Linked DNA regions of Ctenopharyngodon idella: region 2 is linked to region 1. A link is a contact called in public Hi-C data. All regions are on one chromosome and are shown on one strand. Each heading gives the region's core, a stretch centred on a gene start, on an enhancer-like site or on the middle of the called end of the contact. The rest is flanking DNA. Distances are from core to core; before and after follow the strand shown. Region 1 holds the start of usp24 (ubiquitin specific peptidase 24). Region 2 holds the start of prkaa2 (protein kinase, AMP-activated, alpha 2 catalytic subunit).

Region 1 (5,013 bases), core at 863-3,362:
CCTGCTCCTCGATCTGGTTAATCTGATCCAGATAAGGCTGTAAACCGGCATCTAAAGCCAAAAATGAGAACACACTTTAAGATGATCAATATGGTTGCATATTCACTTATCAGCAAATCACAAAATAAACACTATGTTAATAAAACGCTCATTCATAAGTGTACTTTATCTCTAAAGAACACTGTGATGGGACAATGTGAATGCAAAATACTTAATGTCATATTAACAACATGAATAAACACATATGTTGGTTGATTTTATATATCGGAGCCGCATTTCTCACATTTCTGATTGAGATCTTGCAGATTGCGGCTGATGTTGATGGATATGTCCTTCATCTCCATGTACTTCAGACTGGTGAGTTTGTTCATGTTCTCGAGGAGTTTGTAGTCCTCACAGGTGGCTAAGGAAACAGGACAAAAAATTACACACAAACATCTGGAAGTCTACAAAGAGATTCATTATTAATTATATTCTCATTACCAGTGAGCTCTCCCTGTAAGAAAACTGCCATTTTGTCAAACATGTCTCTGCAGAGCTCGTTGATATCTGGTTCAGCGGGTTCAGTGGCCTCCTCTGCTGTCTCCACACCTCCCTCATCTGTTACAGACAGCAAACACTTTTAGTGTCCCTAAACCTAGAGAGCTGCCTACCCTGCCAGAACTTCTGGGCATTAAATGTGGATTCTAAATGTCTATGATGCCCCAAATTGCAGTCTGGGTAGGCAGCTTAGTAGATTTAGAGACGCGGACACAGTTTAGTCACTGTATACAAAACGCATTCTTCTCTTTGGGAAGAGATCACGTCAAATAAAGAAACCTGAAAAGAAACAGGTTGCATTAGCTTAAAAATAAGTGACGAACACAACATGTTCAACAGCAGCACTGTAAAGCTAAGACTCTCTACAGATGAACTTGCAGTATACAGTGACTTGCACACAACTTGCATTATTTACAAAAGCAGCTCACTGTTATTACTAGGTCTTTTGACTTTTGGGGTCTCTGTCGCATCGCTTGTGGCCGCATCTTTCCTAGGCTCGGGCTCTGGCTCGGGCTGGACTGTGAGGTTGAGGTCGGTCGGGGGAGCGGGTGCTTTACAGATGCTGTCCATCGCTGCGGCCTCCTCCCCCGTAGCTGCCATTTTCAGTACACATGATCACATGACCAGAGCAGTTTCACGTGACTTCTCGTTTCCGTCTTTTTTTCTAATGCAGTGAAATGAAACCGAATACTTTTTTTTTTTCTTTTTTTTTAAATCTAGTAAAACGAAACGGACAGAAGACAATGTATTTATAAAGTGTGACGAGGATTTATGAAAAAATTAAATATTTTTAAAGTGGTCATATTATTAGTTGCTCTTATTTCACTTGTATGTAATATTCTTTTTGTCGTACATATCAGATACAATTCATGAATACGAAATGTGAAATCTAAATGTGGGTCATTAAGAGTTATAATTAATAAAGTATAGGACAGAAAACACATGTTTTATATACAGATATGGGTGGGGCTGCGTGATAACGCTGCCAATTTAAAAAGAGTGAAGCAAAGAACAATGAGCTGGTATTAGATGTATTTCCGGTCATATGCATTTCAAAATAATGATAATTCAAGATTTGTATTTGGAATTCATGCATTTGTATTATTCAGTGTTACTTGCTTGAATGCCTACTTATTTTTCTATATATATATATATATATATATATATATATTACTATCATAACAATATATAATTTAGTAATCAACCTACCCATCAAGAAATAAACGTAATTACTGATCAATACATAATCCACTTTAAAATATATTCACTTTCTTCTTTAAAAGAAAGATATATTTGAGTATACATATTATATAATATACACAGAACCATATTTTACTCGTTTTTACACATGTATTAAGGATCAGGGGAATATTTTCATTCACACTCTATGGTGTTGAATGAACATCTTTAATTATTAATTTGCATTTGTATTATTAAAAAAAAAAGAAGAAGAAAAAAAATATATATACAGTACCAAGTCCAAAGTAATCAACCTACCCATCAATAAATATTAAACATTATTTATAAAAATAATTATTATGAACGTGTTTCTATTTGACCTTTATTTTGAAAAGTATCCCAGTCTACACCCACCTATCTAGCCATTGGAGTCGCTAGCTTCACAGGCCTGGCGTGGCCCGCTCTCAGCCCCGCTGCCCTCTGCCTGTGACGGGAATCCATCGTGACAGGATACCAGCACCACCACCGACTGTAAACATGGCGGCATGCACAGCCGGATGCCTGTGCTATGTGCCCCCTTACTGAAGCCCCGATCATCGACACACTTCCATGATGGAGACAGAGGAGGAGCAGCATATGACCACGCTGTTATGCATGGGTTTCCCAGACCCGGTGGCCATCCGGAAAGCCCTGCGCCTGGCCAAAAACGACATCAACGAGGCTGTCGCGCTGCTCACCAACGAAAGCCCGGGACTCGGATACGGCTACGAGCCGATGGAAAGCGGCACTTCCCCGGGCTCCGGCCTCAGTGGAGACGGCGAGAACAGCGGGCGCACGGGCACCGGAGGGTTTGATCCTCCGCCAGCGTATCACGACGTCGTGGAAAGTGAGGTATGATTATGAAACGCATGCATATGTGATCATTTGCACGGCGGCTTTCACCGGGGCTGTCAAAAACCGGAGGGAAAGGCGCCGCACGCCTTTATCGCCCCTATAAATGCATGCATTACCTGTTGTGCATGTGCATGCAACACCTGACGAGGATGTCAAGATATTGTCTCTTATCTTTAGGATCCTTGTGCATGCGGTAGCAGATTAAGAATGAATTCTGCTGCCATGTGAATGAATGCTGAAGTTGTAGGATCTTGGGGGATGGGTGTCGTAGATTGCCTTGAAATGCTAGAGACCTGTTAGAGTTTACTATGTTTATTTGCGTGTTGAACGTTAATCATTAAGCCAATGGAGTATTTTTTCCTCCTGATGAATAAATATACTAGTGTCTTTCTTTACTAACTGTTGAGCAATAACAGGAGACGTGTGGCTGATAATTTACACGTCAGATCGTTGAACCATCAAATGTCATTTGTCATCAGTTATATTAAAGGGTTAGTTCACTCAAAAATGAAAATTCTGTCATTAATTACTCACCCTCATGTCGTTCCACACCCGTAAGACCTTCGTTCATCTTCGGAACACAAATTAAGATATTTTTGATGAAATCTGAGAGGTATACGACTCGTCCATAGACAGCAATTTAACAGACACTTTCAAGGTCAAGAAAGGTACTAAAGACACTGTTAAAAAAGTCGACGTGACTGCAGTGGTTCAACCTTATTTTTATGAAGCGACGAGAATACTGTTTGTGCACAAAAACAAAAATAACTACTTTATTCAACAAGATCTTCTTTTCTGTGTCATTCTCGTTCAGCGTGTTTACATCCGAACGCCGGCTCAGTATTGGCCGACGCTGTTCACATAAGCACCACGACGCATGCGTGTGATTCCGACGCAGGAGCTGGCCAATAATGAGTCGGCTTTCGGATGTAAACACGGAAGCGCTGAACTGCATTCACTGCGTTAACTGCGTATGACTGACAGGGAGATTTTTACGTGGAATTGGGCTACTTTAACACTGTTGCAGAAGGTTGTTTTTCACGTCTGCGTGTTTTAAGCGACTCCAAATAACATGATATTTAGCCCCTGGAATGCAAATTTTACCAGGGGAAGCCTGCAAAGAACGCGGATTTTACTGGGGGACCCCCCCCCTCCCGCCGAAGCGCGACTGCGCTAGTTTTGAGTAGCAATTGGGCGGGTTTAGTTGTGAAAACCTGGCAACCCTGCTGACAGGGTAGAGGAGAAATTGTTGAATAAATTTGTATTTTTTGTTTTGTTTTTTCACAAAAAAGTATTCTCGTCGCTTCATAAAATTAAGGTTGAACCACTGTAGTCACATGGACTATTTTAACGATGTCTTTAGTACCTTTCTGGACCTTAAAAGTGGTGGTTAAATTGCTGTCTATGGGCGAGTCAGATACCTCTGGGATTTCATCAAAAATAATTTGTGTTCTGAAGATGAATGAAGGTCTTACGGGTGTGGATCGATATGAGGGTGAGTAATTAATGACAGAATTTTCATTTTTGGGTGAACTAACCCTTTAACTCTGTGATACTGACCAGTGTTACTGGGTTAAATTAAAAAGACTGATAAAAAGCTGCTTTATATTAGCATGTGAAATGACTTTTGTGTGCTAGAAGTCTTTCCCACAGGTCTTGAATGGTTATTTTTCTGAATTTGGATAAACAGCTCTAGTTTTGTGTAATTCTGTTGTCTGATATTTGAGTCTTATATGTGGCCATCAGGCTTTGTGATTATTGCCCAACTGTTGCAGTGTTCCTTTCGCTGTTTTCCCTCATGGCTTCTTTGACCTGTTGGTCAACCGCAGTCAGAGCTGAACACTAAAGTGCAATGATTTAAAATGTCCATGTTGGTCAGTGCGTCCCGGACTTGACTTGTGTGTGCACAGACCCTTTGAATATGTTGTTAATATTACTTCAATCTTGTTTTTATTACTGTTGAGGACGCTCTTTACAGTGAATCTACCCTTTATTAATGGTAGTTATACTACAAGCCAGTTACTAATAAAAAGTATTTAACTTAGTTGCAACTATTTGGTGGGTGGGAAAGTGTACAAATATAGGCCTGGTTTCACAGACAGGGCTTAGATTAAATTAGGACATTTTAAGTAGCTTTTATAAACATGCCTTAGAAAAAACATTACTGGTGTGCATCTTGAGACAAAACTATGGCACTGACATGTTGTTCCAAACCCGAAAGACTTTCTTTCATCTTCAGAACACAAATTAAGATATTTTTAATGAGTCTGAGGGCTTTCTGTCCCTCCATTGACAGCCTACGCAACTACCACTTTCAAGCCCCAGAAAGGTAGTAAAGACATCATTAAAGTAATCCATGTGACTTCAGTGGTTTAACCTCAATTTTATGAAGTGACGTGA
Region 2 (5,155 bases), core at 2,382-4,881, 270 kb before region 1:
TTTCTGTTTTACGGTCTTTACAGACAAGGAATAAACAATTTAAGTGTTTTCAGTATTATGATGGATTATTTGTTAGATTGCATGCAATTCTCTGGAAAGTTGCATCACATGAGTGGGCTTAAACTCCAGTCATGGGATCTCATGTGGAGCCTGATAAGGCTGTTAGATTTCCCGCCTTGATAAAATTCTTTAGACTCTCGTCAAGGTCATTTGCTCAACTGGTCATTGATGAATAATGCAAATTGTTCAAGGTGTTTTTTTTTTGGTGAATGTTAGACTTTTGTTTAGTCTCAAACCTCAAAAAGCGAGCTCAAAAAACCCTTGGTAGTAACTTCATTATCTGACCGCAAGGAACATCTTTCTCCATTGATGGCCATTCAAAAACATCCATGTATTCGGATGAAATTGGCTGACATCACAGCTCGGGATAGTTGATAGTAAAGATTCTCTTGCCCCAAAGGATTTTATTTATTTTTTTGTCTGTTCAAAAATGTATTGCATTATTGTGATATATTTTTCTACTTAATCAAAATAGCTAAGTATCCTCAATATTTTGTACAAATGTATATAGTGGTACTGTAGAAACTCTTGTATAGCCTAGCAGGCTAATCAGTATGCCAAACTAGCTTAATCAGCTGGAGCAGGGGTTTCCAATCCTGCTCCTGGGGGGCAAATATCCTGCAGAGTTTAGCATCGATCCTAATTAAACACACTTGAACCAGCCAATCAAGGTCTTCAGGATTACTGGAAACTTCCAGACAAGTGTTTGGGCAGGTTGGAGCTAAAGTTTGCCAGACATTGGCCTTCCATGAGCAGGATTGGACACTGCTAAGGTAGAGGTAAAGCTAGTAGGCTAACTGGTTAGTAGAGGTGTAAAGAGTACCCAAAAACCATACTTAAGTAAAAGTAGAGATACCTTACAGCGAAAATGACTCCATTACAAGTTACAAGTCACCAATTCCAATACAACTTGAGTAAAAGTCTTAGCGTATCTGATTTTAACAGTATTTTACTCGTACTGAATGTAGACTCAAATATCCACTAGTCCTGAACACCTAAGAGGAAAGCAATCATGTTTATTTTCTAAAATCAAAATAAAACTGAATACCTTAATATTTCAATAAATCAAGTTTGACACAACAGCCTCTTAAACATCTAGAAACACTGAAGTCTCAGTTAAGCTCAAGCGCTCATAAAGGGCATAAGTAAACGAATATCATTGAAAAAGGTCTCTTCAATATAATGGATAAATAAAATAATGTTAAGTAAAATTAAATAGTCAAAGCTTGCTTGCACTGAATGCGCTGACTTAAGCTGCTGCCATGTCCTCATCTAATGCACTCGCATTCATGTAAAAGTATAGCCTTATTGACAAGGGCAAAACACACAAGATAGTACCTTCAATGCCCTTTAGATGGCAATATCGCTTCTTTTGTAGCAGAAATAAACTGCTGCAGAAAAAGTTAGCGCCATGCAAAATGTAATTGCATTACTCAAGACAAATATATATTCAAAAATAGTCAAGTAGAGAGTAAAAGTTGCTAATAGCTTTGATACTTAGTAAACCTACAAAGTAGCCAAAAAGATACTTAAGTACTGTAACTAATTACATTTACTCAAATACTTTACACTACTGCTAGTTAGAAGTGCTCCACAATTATTTTGTTAAAATAATCACCATTTTGCAGATTCTGCAAGCGGTATGTAAACTTTTGAGCACGACTGTAATTTATGTCATTCACAGTGGGTCATGAATTTGAATTAAAAATAACATGAATTAAAAATACTACTAATAATAATGAGCATGGAAAAATCATTTAGCAATTCATAATGTAATAACAGCACGTAATGTTAAAACTGCAAATAATGTAATAAGTATTACATTATTATTGTAATAAAATAAAATGTACTGTAAGGGAATACTATTTTTTATGTTTTAAAAGCTATTACAGTTATGTAAATATGACATGTTTTGGTGAGTTCATAATGTAATAAATTTCTCATAATGTAAAAATTGTTATTACATTATGAGCTCAAGATTTTATTACGTTTTGAGAAAATTATTACATTATGAACATTGTATTACAATAATAATGTAATACTTACTACATTATGTGCAGTTATTACATGAGTTGCTACAAATACTCTAATACTCCATAAAAAAATAAATGAATAAAAAAAAAAGAAGAAGAAGAAGAATTGTTCATTTAAATTTAATAGTGACTTTAAAGCTGTTATGTACACTGTTTTGTACCTTTGTCTTTTTGCCTGATTTTCAAATAGCCTACTTTTTTTTTTTTTTTTTTTTGCTACAAATCAAAGTTTGTTATGTTGTGAATCACCCTGTAGCTGGTTGGTTTGGGTTCATGGCTTAAATCAAGACTTTTTAAAGGTCCCTTTGGGAAAATAGATGGGAAAAATACTTCTGAAACCCCTGGAAAAGTGGGCGGGTACTGTTACACTCTATGGTAAAGGGAGGATGAATCTTGTCGGACACCCAGCAGAGCAAAGGCCATTGAGATGAATGGAAAATGCTTGTTTAGGCAAAAATGCTGTCTAGGTAGGCATCTCAGTTTAGATGGAAGTTTTTTGATGAAATTATAATGCACAGGGAATCAATAAACATAGTTTATAACGGTTGTATGTGCACAGAGTAGAGACAATAATAATAAGAGCATTTCTTTTAATGCAACACACGCCGTGGAATAAGGTTTTGCTTCAATAATGCGGAGCAAAGCTCAAACACAAGGCTATACCATAGGGCTATACCCGTGCGAAAGGTCATTCCCAAAATGAGCGGCATTCCCACACGCGCTTAGAATAGAAAATGACTGCAAGGTCAAAGCAGTGCTGCAGGTAAAATATACGAACTACGACATTTGTTCCAGCGCTACTTTTACATTAATCATCAGAATATACTTTTGAGACAAACGTTTTAAAAATTCAATAATTTGGGAGCTGGAAATGTATGCAAATAACAAGTTAAAGAGCGCAGCTCAATGCATGATCGCTGCAGGGAGGATGACAGTGCATTAAAATTTGCAAAATACCAAATATTGAGAAGACGTAAGTACGTGAACCCTAAATGATGCCGAAATGCCAGATAGTTACCCAAATGTTGTGATACTAAACATTTACTCAAACATGATTGCAAGTGCACCGTCTACTGTGGTGCTGAAAGAATTCCCAGCTCTGCGCCGTATTCACTAACAGCATACGCACTTTCTGTGTCTGGAGGACGTTAGAGGAGGTTTTTACTACGCAGTTTATGCTACGTAAATTGCGCACATCGCCCGCCGGCAAGTTCAGCACTAACAACCCCGAAAACATACGTTCGTACTTCCATTCCATGCATCAACAGAACACGTATAGTAAATGAATAGACTTAACTCTTCACTTTTCCAAATGTTCCGACTCCCAGCGTGTCTCCGAGGATGTAGTGTCCTATCTTTACCCTGCCTTCGTGTTTCTGTTTTTCAGCCATCTTACTATGTGAGGTCCTCGGGCTGCCTTACAGGAGGCGGGATTGAGCACATGAGGTAGACAGAGCTTTACTAAACCCCTTTAAGTGCTGATCTGAATTCAGCTTCAGGAGAAACTGTAACTGTACACAAACAGGCAGCTCTCGGATCAGCTGATAAGGCTTTAAAGAGGGGGGTAAAGGGGGCGGTCGGGGCGTAAACAAGTAGCCTATTCCCCTCAGTCTGATTACTGAGCATGACACATCTCACAACTTTCCCTACATTAGTTTTAAATATAGCATCATTTCCACTTTGGCGATAATTATTCAAATATGATAACAACTAGAATGTATGTTGCCTACCATTTCGTTTGAGTTTCTTTTTATTTTAGGCTACATATTGACATTACATTTTACTCACTATCCATAAAATCACCATACACAGTTCTTCATATAGGGTGAATTCAGGTTGATTGGGACACTTTTCCCCAGTCATCTCATAAAGTGTCCCAATCAACCTGAATTCACCCCAAGTAAATAATAATAATAAAGCTAGGAAAAAATATATTTTAAGGAAATGTGACACTGTCCTGACAAAATTCAAGGGTTCATTAAAGAAAGAAGTAAAAAAAAAAAAAAAAAAACTTTTAATATAATGTTTCACAGCTGTGTATTTTTTATATATCAAGAGATAGATTTTGTTGTCATACAAAGTTCTGTTATTAAGATCCCTAAAGGCACAATATTAAAATATCCAAAAAACACTAGAACAATGTTATATATTTTGAGTACTTACATTATCCCAAATGTTTCCAAGAATGTTTAAATCCAGAGAAATAAGCAATTTTAAACAGGACACGGACCGTGTCCGTGTGTCGCCTGTCAATGACATCATACCCGTGTTACCCTCGATTTCCGGTCTTATTGTTTAAATCTTGTTTCCTTGATTTACTGCGAGTACCATGTTTTACCATGACTAATATCGGTCTAGCTTACTGCAGTGTACTAAGTGTCTCATAGTAGCCGCCGAGTGAACACAAAGTAGCACTATAACAACTTTCAACTCACAAATGTATCTAATATGATAAACAGTGCTGCGTTACCCCGCATACACATGGCCAGAAGAAGCGGAAGTGGTGACTGTGGCATAATAAAAGTTTTGCAACATTAGCAATCGCTCTAGCGGCCTTGTTTCTGCTCGCACAACGCTCGGCCCTGCTCTGCTTCATACAGTAATGTTAATAACCTCATCCATGAACATGATTTTTGACCAAGTCCCATACCGATTCTTTTCCATCGGCTGTAGATGTGAAGACAACACCTCTTGTGATTCCGCAAAATCAAGGTGTCATCACCTTTGTTTTGAATAAGCGACCTCTAGTGGTGAAAATTTACATATTGTGCCTTTAACTCAATCTGGTTGCAATCATGTCATGATTGCAACCAGATTGAGTTAAAGGCACAATATCATTCTCTATAGAGCACAGCTGATTGGTTCCTGCTGTATCAGCAGCCAATGAGCTCGTTGCTCAACCTTCAAATACTTGGTCAGCATTTACTGTCGCAGTTTGCAGCGTGCTTTCAGAAACCCCCCACCCTCCCCAGCTCCACCTGTATAGATCTGCTACGGGTAATTCATGTCCGAGAGTTGTCATTACAGAAATATATTTATGAAAACATTTATAAAATCACGCA

Evidence for each region. Hi-C and Micro-C count contacts between places; a contact is called where the count stands out from the background.
Region 2: a Hi-C map of muscle shows a contact between it and region 1, with 9 times the contacts expected there. The contact joins the promoter of prkaa2 here to the promoter of usp24 in region 1. A contact is called at or near these places in 2 of 2 Hi-C or Micro-C datasets (both in muscle).

Annotation. Positions count from the first base shown.
Region 1 is chr20:3,865,958-3,870,970 of HZGC01, reverse strand. usp24 (ubiquitin specific peptidase 24) reads left to right here and starts at 2,112. Exons shown (of 68, transcript XM_051873930.1): 1 at 2,112-2,610. The coding sequence starts at 2,329. bloc1s2 (biogenesis of lysosomal organelles complex-1, subunit 2) reads right to left here and starts at 1,216. Exons shown (of 5, transcript XM_051873935.1): 1 at 978-1,216; 2 at 484-600; 3 at 284-403; 4 at 1-51. The coding sequence starts at 1,140.
Region 2 is chr20:4,134,557-4,139,711 of HZGC01, reverse strand. prkaa2 (protein kinase, AMP-activated, alpha 2 catalytic subunit) reads right to left here and starts at 3,631. Exons shown (of 9, transcript XM_051875842.1): 1 at 3,391-3,631. The coding sequence starts at 3,484.